2 separate regions of the Sus scrofa genome follow, and region 1 is linked to region 2. A link is a contact called in public Hi-C data. All regions are on one chromosome and are shown on one strand. The core of a region is the stretch at or near the end of the contact, and the rest is flanking DNA. Distances in the headings are between cores, read along the strand shown. Region 1 holds the start of LOC106506012. Region 2 overlaps RHOBTB1 (rho-related BTB domain-containing protein 1).

The links. A called contact is a pair of places that touch in the nucleus more often than the background predicts.
Region 1: a Hi-C map of liver shows a contact between it and region 2, with 2.4 times the contacts expected there. The contact joins the promoter of LOC106506012 here to the enhancer-like site in region 2. A contact is called at or near these places in 10 of 47 Hi-C or Micro-C datasets (fetal heart ventricle, fetal liver, heart right ventricle and 3 more) and 1 of 2 datasets of contacts at active chromatin or transcription factors (skeletal muscle).

The regions. Positions count from the first base shown.
Region 1 is chr14:64,396,294-64,402,341 of Sscrofa11.1, forward strand. LOC106506012 reads left to right here and starts at 3,635. Exons shown (of 3, transcript XM_021073603.1): 1 at 3,635-3,939. The coding sequence starts at 3,684. All of the region lies in intron 2 of RHOBTB1 (rho-related BTB domain-containing protein 1), which reads right to left.
Region 2 is chr14:64,338,864-64,344,559 of Sscrofa11.1, forward strand. It overlaps RHOBTB1 (rho-related BTB domain-containing protein 1), which reads right to left. Exons shown (of 11, transcript XM_021073598.1): 6 at 5,543-5,696; 7 at 3,676-3,794. All of the region lies in intron 2 of LOC110256801 (a long non-coding RNA gene), which reads left to right. Among named protein-coding and RNA genes, the nearest start is that of CDK1, 110 kb to the left of the region's middle. Within about 2 kb of position 1,883, at least 9 of the 83 cell types and tissues checked have an H3K27ac peak or open chromatin away from gene starts, as enhancers often do. A contact at or near this core is called in fetal liver, where this site is marked.

The DNA of each region.
Region 1 (6,048 bases), core at 2,385-4,884, 59 kb after region 2:
CCCTCTAGGGTTGAAATTCTACATTCTGTCTTTCTCTAAACTCTCATCCTATCTATCTATCTAGACAAAAATGTGCTTGGAAATTTTTCCCCCATGTATACAAGGGTTTGCAAAGTAATCCCACAGGGTGGAAAATGCGGAACTTCTCCTAAATGTACCATTTACCCTCAATTCATACTTTTGGCATGTATGGTCTTGATTTATTTTCTCATTTTTTCTGCATGAATGTTTAATATCTTGTCTTTTAAATCTGTTTGTAAAATCCTTAAGACAAGAGACCCCATGGTAAAAACTTTCTTAAATTTGTACCTGGGGCCATGCCAGAAAGTACACATAAATGCTTATAATTTTTGCTGGTTTACTTAAGAGAATGGAATTTATTTTTTTGGTAACAGCTGTGCCACCGAAGGTTATTACATAAGCTGTAATTACTACGTTATTTTAGTTAGGTCACTTCACCTTTCTTGGCCCCAGTTTCTCTATTGGAGAAGGTTTTCCAAACTAGGGAATTCAGGTTTTGGAGTAAGACAGAATTAAAAAAAAATTTTTTTTTCTATTTCTTCCATTTACTAGAAGCAGAAAATTGAACCTGTTACCTAACCTCTCTTAACTTTCAATTCTTCACCTGTCCTTTGGAGACCAAGAGAGTAGTTTCACCTCACAGGGTTTTTTTGTTGTTGTTGTTTTGTTTTGTTTTAAAGCACAATGAAAACAGAAGTGCAAAGAATGCAGCACATTACTTGAACTTTGGTTCATGCTCAAAATGTCAACTATTATTATATCAACTTTCTTTCAGCTCTAGAGCCCTAAGATTAGGATAGATGTAAAATCCTAATTATCAAGCACTCAAATCCCGAGTATCTTCATCTATTCTGGCACCACCCGATCCCCCCCAAAAAGACTCTTACAAAGAACAAACTGATTCAAGGCCCGTTTTAGTGCCATTTTACTCAAAGAGTAAGGAGAATACTTTTAATAATCATTAAAATTGTGATATTCATAATTGAGTCAATTAAAAAAAAAAAAACCAGGACACACTGTTTTAAGACAAACGAGGAAGACACTTGTTCTGAAATGCACACTCAGAATTAGACACAGGATGTCATCAATCTCTGGTAATGGGTTTGCACAAAGACACTGACCTGGCTTGCTGGAAGTGAAGAACAGAATACCCTGCTCCCAGCTGGACTTACCTACATGAAAGAGAGAAATACTTTATAAATCCTACTGCTTGCCAGGAACACATGGGGAGCCGCTGACGCTTTCAACATACATTGTTCCCCCTGCACCCCACACCCAAGGGCAGAATCTGCTTTACTTTTGCTGAGTGTCCGTGTTAATGGCATTTCTTGGGGTCATATACCTCCCGAAAGAGCTGTAACTTTGTAGGTAGCATTTCTGAAAATGTATTTCTGAGCATTTGGGGCTGATACCAAAAAAGCATTTTGCCACACACCCATATATAGGAACAAGGAAAACCTTCTAGACATTTTACAATACAGAAGTCAAAGAAGTGGACATGCTATTCCTTTAAAATATTTTTAGACAATATCATAAACAAAAGTCCAAATGATTCCAGTTTTTCCTATTAAATTACACTGGTGTAGTTAATAAGTTATACTGTTGTGACAATGAAACCAAGCTACCTGTGTTTCTATTTCCACCTCTGGGATCACACACACACACATAGCCCTGTGGACTTCAATTTACACTACTGTTGCGATTTGAGAAAACAACAATCAACGGGCAAGTTTAGAACACTGACTATGATTTTATTACTTCATAATGATTTTTCAAAGTCTTCCACACTGAGATGAACAAGTTAAACACTAATATGTCCAAATACAACCCACGAATCCCAGAGGAAACTCTGCTTGATGATAATTTGCTGCCTACCCCATCTGCGGAGCAGTATGAAGACATTACTTGTATTGCAAAGAGACTGTGTTTCTTTTCTAGCAACCAGTGACTCTCTTCTGCATCTACAGAGTTATTGCAAATGAAATATAATTCCAAATTTCTGAAGTGTTTGTAAACAAACTTATCAGCGTATGTTTAGAAAAGCCTAGAGTTTGCCGAAATCAAACAAATAGAGCCTTTTGGCTATTTATATCTGCTGACATTGAGAGGACAGTTTCAAAGATGAAAACTACTGATAACAGTACTTTTGTACGCAGTACAGCGGAGAATAAGCAGCACTAGCCCGGTTGGTGGTGGGGGAGCCCCAAACTAGGGAAACCTCAAGCTGAGCGTCTGGCTGGGGTCCAGCAGAGCTGCCTGGGACAGCACAGGTTGGGGGAAGTTCAAAGTCAAGGCGACTCATCTGGTCATAACTTCCTAGATCTTCCTGGGTCTGGGTGCCTTTGTGTATATATCAATCTTCATGCATTTTTTCCCCTAGCAAATGTGTACAGTCAGCTCTAAAGGCACAGCTTGTGTGCTGACGTGCAAAGCCAAGTCAAAACCCTGCGCTTGGCACTCCCTTCTAACTTTCTGGCTTGTCCAAGTCTAAATATTGACATTGCTCCTCAGTTGAGATGTTTGATACCGTTAAGGATAGAAACGGCGGAGCTAACAGTAGGATTTAATGATATATTTTCACATAGTTGCGCCTTCCATTCCCTTCCCCCCCCCTCCCCGAGGGGGCTGGATTCCCTTGTCTGCACGTCTTCCTCCCACTCCCACCCTGTTTTTCTCCCCGAAAACTGAGCACGCAGAGACTGGGTAAGGTGTGCTGCAAGCCCATGGCAGCTCCTCCTGTTGTCACAGCAACTCACAACAGACTCCATGGCCACGGGCTGGGGGTGGGGAGCACCAAACTGTGGGCTGACCGATCAACTAACTCTCCAGGGGGTGCAAGCGCCCAAGGGGCTAGCGTATCCCCCTCCGCAGTCCCTCTGGCTCCCCAACACTGTCCTTCCAGGGAAAGGAGCCCTCTGGTCGCGCGGCACCACCCTCTCCCTGGCGCAGCCCGTCTGCTAAGGGTGCCTGTTGTGCATTTTCTCTGCTCCAAGTTAGGGGTGCGGCTGTGCGGGCGCTCCTAGAAATCTCTTCTGCTGGCCTCTGATGTGTGGGCTTCCCGGCCTCGCAGAGGGGCGAGGGCGGCTCCCAGAGCAGCTGGGTTCCACCACTCGGTCTTGGGACGCTGCCGGCCGCGTGGCGCGGCCCGGGCCCCCCACCTGCCGCCCGCCGGGGCCGGGGCGGCGGGGGCTCCGGCGGCAGCTGCTCAGAGAAGTTTCATAGCATAGCGCACTCACGACACAGAACCTACCCGGAGCCGAGCGGGACGCGAGCTCTCTCCGCCTTCAAGGGCTGGGGAGCAGGGGGGGAGGGCCCCCAGCCACTCAGCAGCAGCCACGGCCGCGCGCGCTCGCGGGCGTGCGGGGCCCCTGCGCGCGGCGTGCCGCCCGCCGCCCAACTTTGCACAAAGGCAGCATGGCACTGCCCGGCCTGGCGGGCTCACCCGGCGCCGCGGCCGCTCTTCCCGGTGCGGGCCGAGAGGGGCTCGCCCCTTTCCGCCCCCAGCCCTCCCCTTTTCCTCAGGCCCCCACCCCGTTCCCAGGCTGCCTGACCGGGCGGAGCCGAGCGCTCGGCACCCAGCTCCGCCGCCGTGGCGGCCGCCGCTCGCTGGGTGACGTGAGCAGCTTCGCGGCTATTTATATCCACGCGATTGGATTTCATTCATGAAACCCGGGCCTGGTGTGTCTGGGCGCTGGGGCGCGGGTGGCGAGGGTGCCTCGGCCTCCTGCAGACTCGGGGGGCCCCGGCTGGGAGGCGGGCTGCCGGGAAGGAACGTGCACGGAACCTGGAAGACCCCAGCCCTCCCCGCCCGCAGCCGGCAGGGAAGGGGCCGGGCGACCTGTGCCCCCCTGTTCTCTGTCCCCGGCGCCCCACCCACTCCCGTACAACTGCTGGCCCTTTGTCCCAGGCTCTGGAGAAGTAAGTTGGGCCACTAACCGGCTGGGCAGCATGGCTTTCTTCCCCCTAAGAGCTGACCGGCCGCGGACTCCGAGGGAGGACATAGGCTATTGTTTTAAAACCCGAACCCAGCTGCTGACTAAGGGCTGCGTTAGCCCAGCCTCCTCCTCCCCTGGGCGCTGCACGTGCCGGCAGGCTCCCCCCCTCTGGGTTACCTGCCTCTGTGACTTGGCTCGAGGGGGGTCCCCGCAGGGGCATAAGGACGCACCGGCTGTCCCCACCCGAAATAAGGAGGCGATTCACAACCTCCTATACATGGCTGAGTGAGGAAGTGAAATTGACTTCTGGCCCCTCATGGGTTGTCAGAATGCTCAGATACCCACTGCAGTCATCCCTCATGAACTCTGTCTCATCGTTCCAGACTGACTGTGAGCTCTGAAGGAAAGGACCAGGGGTAGTTTTCAAGCATTTGCAGGACAGATACTTGTTTAGTGCCTATAGTAGGGCAGGTACTCTGTCAAGAGCTAAGGAGGTGACAATGAACACAACCCACTTGTTGCAGGGCCTCAAGGAGCTTTCAGTCGGCCTTTTAAAATTAGTGTGCTTTAAACCCCCTCACACACAGCCTAGAAAAAGCCAGCTGGGGGGTAAAGGTATTGATGTGTTCAGCTACCTTAAGGGATTCATTCATTTAATAAACCTTTAGTGATAAGGCTGTGTAGTGAGGACTGGGGATACAAAGAAGGCAACAATGTGTCCTTAATCCCCAAGGAGTTCTCAGGTCATGGATTCCTGAGGTTCTGCAGGATACAAACCTCAAAAGGGAAAGAGAGCCATATTTGATTGCAAGGGCTGTCTCTTTGTGTTATCCCTCAAGAAACAGAATATTAGGAAAAATTATAAATGCAAACAAACCTCTCTATCCCTCATTTTCTTCCAAGAAATTATCTTCAGTTTCTCAGATGGAATATTCTCCCTTCCCAGGATCCCCAGATGAGTTTTAGTTCACTGCATATTCCTTCTCTTCCCACTAGATTATGTTCCATTTTGGAGACAAAATCTTGACTAGTGCTCTCTGAATCCCCCAGAGATCCCAAAGCATAATGAAATTCAATGTTTTTACAAGGAAAGGTATTAAGGACAACCTGTTTTGTTTAAGCCATCTTCCCTGAACTGTCTTTGGAAATGGAGTTAATAGTCTCCAATCTTTGATGCCCAGAAGAGAGGACAATAAAAAACAAGTATGAAAGTCTCCTCTATGAACTTCAAGACAGATACACGAGGGGGTGATCATTTACTTGGCACAAAGCAGACTCCACTGTGTCTATTTAAAAGTGACTCCATTTTGAAAGCCTTAATCAATGTACATTTTTTTTTTCAAAAACACATTTCTTGGGAAAAGTTAATTAACCCTGTTCACTCTTGGCAATCAGTCCTCTTTATTGCAAGCCATTTCTCTTCAAACTGCCCTGGGGGCTAAGAAATAGTGTAGAAACTCAAAAGAAATAGGAATCAACATGTATTATGGCCTTCACATGCGGCAGGCAATGGGCTAAACTAGAAGGTTTCAAACACATTTTCTCAATTAAGCCTCATAACAACGGATGAGGTAGATGCATTATTAACATCACCATTTTATGGAAGAGGAAACTGGGGCACACAGAAGTAGTTTTCTAAGGTTTTGTCAGTTGCATTTGCACCAGAGTCAGCCGGTGCCAAGGCCTTATTTTATCACTAACTGGCTTTTTGACATCATGCTTTTTCTCAATTTCTTTCATTTCCTCAGTTATAAATTAAAAACAGTTAAGTGGCATGTTTAAGCAGTAGGTAGGTATTAGGGCCAGAAGGACCTATACAAAGATCCCAGTTGGTAGGCAACTGTTTCAATGTTGCCATCCACCTCCAGGGGGCACCAAAGTTCAGATAGGTTTCCAAAGGATGCTTCTTCCATAGGGGGCAAAAAACCCAGAGTCATCAATGGAATTACCCACTTGGATGCCTAAATCTGAGGAAGATTGACTGGAAGATCTTCCAGGAAAATAAACTGGTGTAAACAATAATTCAGGTATGGCAGAGGAAAAGTCACTGTTTTAGGAAGTCATTCCAAACCAGGGCAGTGATCTGAGGAGG
Region 2 (5,696 bases), core at 633-3,132:
TTTTTTAAAGCAGTGGCTCTTTTTGGCAAATAATGTTAGGGACCCTCAGAAGTAAGCAGCAAATGAGAACAAACTAAAAACACTTGCAGAACATGCATTTTTTTTTTTTTCCTTCTCATGGTTGATTTTTTTTTAAAAAGGCTGTTTCTATAGTTTTCAACATTCATAATTAACGGAATAGCAACAGAGCAACCATTTTTATAGAACTTAAAAAAATAAGCAAAAGAAATGGAATTAGAAATTTTGTCCCTTACCTGCTGAATGTAACTAAAAAAAAAAAAAAAAAGGTTAAGACTATAATGCTACCCTAAACAACGACCCATATTCCAGTTTAGCTGGTTTGAAATTTTAATTGCAAAGATCAGCTCAGACTATTAGGCTAATAATTAGAGATGGGCTCATCGAGAATGAGAAAGTATTCCAGATCCAGAGCATTGCTTACTACAACCCGGGCATGCATTTTTAATGAACCACTTGCTGAGTACCTCTGGGGAGAGAATTATGCTTACTGCTACATTAAAAGTAATGAGAAAAACACAAGTAAAATACAGTGTCTTCTTAAATATTAAATGACAAAAAATTTTAACAGAACATCCATGGGCATCTTTTATTCCTTTCTGGATATGCCTGTGATTTCTATTAATGCAAAAATAAAAATAGGCTGGATTTTGGGGAGGACATCAGATTTTTACAAGACAATAAAGAGTTAAAAGGTGACCTAGAAAGAAAAGGCCCAAGCAAATATGGGGCTAAATTAGCCATGGAGCTTTTATTGAGCTTTGAACCTGGTGCTTTTTCTTACCCTCATAACAATCTCTACCACACTTTTCTAGTTTAGGAAGGGGATGGGGGCTTGTTACCTTAGGGCTTCAGGAGGATAAAATCTTTCTTTAAACATGGCAACAATTTTTTTATAGTTTTATTTTTTGGGAAGAGTGCACCCACAGCATGTGGAAGTTTTCAGGCCAGGGATTGAACCTGTGCCACAGCACGGACAATGCCTGATCCTTAACTGCCAGGTCACCAAAGAACCCCCTCATGGAAACAATTTAATAAGAATCTTCCAGGAGAATGGTTACCCTCATTTCTTGAGCATTTGTATGTTCTAGGTACCACATTCGATGCTTTACATGTATACTTTCATGCCTCACCTGCTCTTTGTAGAAGGTTCTCTTGGGGTTCCCATTTTACAGATGAGGACACAGGGTTATTGACTTATTTATTTATTTATTTATTTTCCGGCCACTCCCACAGCATGTGGAAGTTCCTGGGCTAGGAATCAAACCTGTACCACAGCAGTGACCCGAGTCACTGTGACAATGTCAGATCCTTATCCCACTGAGCCACCAGGGAACGCCAGGACACAGGTTTAATGAGAGTCAGTCGCTTGCCCAAGGCCAAGCTGAGACTAGAATTCATAACTATGTAACATTATAGCCTAGACTGGAAATCCAGAGAAGGGGCAGGAAAGGGTGGGCGTGTCCACAGCTCATGGCATTCCTCATAGATTAGCCATCTTGGTACAGACCTTTGGTTGTTTGGGTCCATAGTCTTTGTATTTTGAGCTGAGCTGACACCCTACTGGGCTCAGCTACAGTTCTAAATGGTGAGTGACCTCATCGGGGGAGGGAGGGGATGCTAAACAGGGGTCTCGTCCAGGAGAGGCTGTGACACCACCACATATGTGCACTGTTCACATCTGCTGCCAAGTTTTTGTTTTGGTTGCCTCTCCTGCACATTTTAATCTGGAGACAATTACAGTCCATTCTGGGAAGGGATAAAGGGGATTAGCATTTGTGAGGTCAGCTCTGACAGTGTCCCTTTGTGCCTGGGCTCCTGACCTTGATCAACTTCTCTCTGCTGGGTTGAAAGCAAGCGCTCTGCAGCGCCATCAGTGCACACGTCAGGGAGCTGGACAAAGAAGGGCAACCAGCCTCCGCGTTCTTTATCTCTGGAGATTACTGAGGTCGGTGACATGCCAGTTGGATGAGGTTTTATGAATCGGTGGCTGTCCCAAATTTCCTTGGAAGTGAGAGGTGAAGAATAAGCATGATGTCAGCGACCATGTGTGTCGTACTTACGAGGTGCTCTGCAAGTGCTGACTCTCACATGTCACATCCACACCACGGCCTCTTATCGCGTCTTCTGGATGGGGAGGCTGGAGCTCAGAAAAGTGGTCACTTGCCCAAGCCTGCACAGCTCTGTACGTAGAAGAGTTGGGGATCTGAGCCCCACAGCCCTCGCCTCACTGGGTATCTCTCAGTAACAATGCTGCCACATACCTCTGATGGCCCAGGAGGACTTGGTTTACCTGAGGGAGGGTCTCCTGATTTACAAGGGCTGGCAGACACTGGAAGATGTCATCAGGATAATTCTATAATTCTAACATCTTTTCCCCAAACAGTAGATGGTCTTTTGCTGGGGGTTGGTTTAGGAGCAGACGAAATTTGTTCTGGAAGCAGGAAGGTAGCCTGGTGATGGTGGGCTGGGTTGTGCTGGCTTGTGATCCTAGGATTTCATTTCCCTGCTTGGGGATGCAAATGCAGGCTCCAGGGTCATAACAGGAGCGCTCAGATTTCTGGGAGGAGGGCTGCTTTGTCAAAGTTAGCTATTGTTTTCTGTATTTCTGTTAAAAGTTTGGAGAGCTGCTGAGATAAGCAAAATAAGCCCCTCAGGACAATAAACGTGATGGGGTGTCCCCATGTTTTGTTTTGTTTTTTAAAAAATGATTAAGAAATACTTGCAAAACTCAACCAAAATGCCTTCTTCTAAAGTTAGAAATGCTTGAAGGGAATTTTTCTTTGTTTTCCAACAGTTTGTAAAGCACTCTGAGAGGCCTTTCAGAGGACTAACCCTTTGCTCTGTTACTGCTACCCTGGAGTTGACAAACCCGAAGAAAAGGCAGGTCAGGGTAGAGCCTCATGGGGTGTTGTCATGCAAGGGGACCTCAAACTGACCTGGTGCCTCCCTGTCTTGCTGATAAGGAAACTGAGGTACAGGGTCTTTTTAAGATCTCCCTTGCCCCTAATCTGTAAGGCAGAGCTGAGCCCAGGTGTTGAGTGAGTAAAAAAAACTTTTTACTGTCTCCAACTTCTGGAAGACAGGCTGTACTCCTCCTCTATGTGCCTCTGATGGTATCTTGCCTGGGACATTTGTTCAGGAATATAGTCGAGCATGTTTTCCGGATGAGGACAGCTCTGGGGTGAAAGGGTAGAGGAGCTCTTAGGAGATCACACAGAATAATGAACAATGACAACAGTTCTACATAACTGCAGAATTAAGAAGAGGGTGACGTGAAGTTCCTGCTGTGGTGCAGTAAGAATCTGACTGCAGCGGATCAGGTGGCTACAGAGGCATGGGTTCCATCCCAGGCCTGGTGCAGTAGGTTAAAGGATCTGGTGTTGCTGCAGCTGTGGCAAAATTCATAGCTGTGGTTCAGATTCAATCCCTGGCCTGAGAATTTCCATATATTGTGGGTTTGGCCATAAAAAAAAGAAAAAATCAATCAATCAATAAAAGAAGTAGAGGGTAACCTGACACTTAAGCACAGCCTGTAAACTATTTCAAGGAAGCAGTTAAAGCACCGAAGTCCTCTGGTTAGTTCAACACTTTATAATATAAATACACAGGCATGTCCACAAAGATACCACCTGGGCTTTTGGGAAAGGCACATACCTCACTGTTGGCGCTTTCAACAAACGACCCGCCAAACATGGCTGCCATCCACTTGCAGCTACAGATCAGCAGTGGTTTGTGGGCGCTGATGGCTCCATCATCCAACTTAAATGTCACATCTGCCCAAGGACGGAGGAAGCACAGGCGTGAGCCAGCCTTTTCTAGAGTTCCTCCCATGTTCATCCGCCCCCATCTCTCGTGTTCTCTCCTCTATCCCCGTCACCACTGATATGGTGTCCACACCAAATTCTCTCCATCTTCTCTGAGGAGTCAGCCTTTAACATAACACGTAAGGTCACAACACACGTTCCCTGAGCCATAAAGTAACGGAAAGGAGAGGAATATTTTTTCATCCTTATTATGAAAAATTTCAAACATGGAACAGTGGAAGGAATACTCCAAAAACAGCTCATTTATCCGTGGTTAATTCTATCTGTATGTTTACATATATTTTAAATGTATGGAGACATTTTTTTTAACAGCATGACACTTCACTAGCTGCTTTACCAAGAATTTTCTAAAAATAAGATTCTTTTCCTAGATCACCTTACTACTGTTAGTCTTAAGAAAGTTGGCAACAATTGCCAAATATCATGCATTATCTAGTTCATATTCAAATTTTTCTAATTACCCTCTAATTTTAGAGTTTTTAAAAAGACAATCCAATTGAAGCTCCCACATTGTATTTGGTTATTATGCCTTTGTAGTAAGGAAAGGGAAATTTCAACACCTTCACTTAAAGTTCATTGTTTAATTTACTGCAGGTCTGTAACATTTCTTTTCATTAAGTTTTAAAGACTGTTTCTCTACCAGGAGGGTCACTGTTTGGAGTAAATATTACCCAAAGCTTTAAAATTAATGAACAACAAAAAAAATAAAATTAATGAACAGATTCGGTTACCTTTTATTAAATGCATATTACTATGACAGGCATTATGAAAGATAAATACAAAAATAGACATCTCCATCTAAATGGGAATCGGGAAGTCAAAATGCGACAATGAAAAGTACACAGGACAATTACAGAACCAAACTAGCATAAATGCGTATGACCATATAAGCATGGGCCAGTAACCCATCTTGGATCCGGGCCACCAATGCGCTTAAGTGACTCTATAAGGGCGCTGTGGGTAGCGTGTGGCAAGTTATCAGAGACAAAGGAGAAGAAAAATAGTGATGAGCAGGGTAAAGGAGTGTGAGAACCAAAAAGGACAGAGGACAGAAACAGAAGGTGGGAACTGCCTCAAGGATTGCCTCAAGGATTTCAGTGGCCTGGGGATCAAAGGTCACTGAGTTTTGTCCTGGGTGTGTGCTGAAGGGTTAGTGGACAATAGCCAGGGTCAGGAAAGGAGTCCTAAAGGGGAACTGTGAGCATCAGGCTGACCTGCTCAGGCTTAAGGGTAACCTGCCCTGCCCTTAAGAAGCATCATGATACACCCTGGGGCTTTAGGCGGCAGCTTGGATTCAAATCCTGGCTTGACCATTTACTACCTGTACAACCACAGGCTAGTTACCCAACCTCTCTGTCTCTCTGTTTCCCCATCTGTGAAATGGAGATAGTAATACTTAACCCTTAAATCTAATGAGAATGAAATAAGTGAATCCACGTAACTTAGGTACATGGGAAAAGAAGTACTTATACATGTTAGGTTTGTATTTTTTTTGTTATGGGGGGGTGTGCCCGTGGCATGCGGAAGTTCCTGGGCCAGGAATCAAACTGACCCCACAGCAGTGACAATGCTGGATCCTTAACCCACTGAACCACCAGGGACCTCCCTCATACGTGATGGTTATCCTTCTCCTGCCTATGTCTGGCCAACATTTGGCTAAAACACAACCCATGGCCTGTGCCACTGACCCCGCTCACCTGAAAACGTCCCCTTGCTGAGACACTCTTTTATCCGATTGGCTTTCCTGACGTGAAACGCTTTTGTAATCTCCTGGTTCATGAAGGCTTCCTTGTTCATGATGTTTTCCACCATCATCCTCAAGTCAAACATCTCCAGGACCTCTGCGATCTG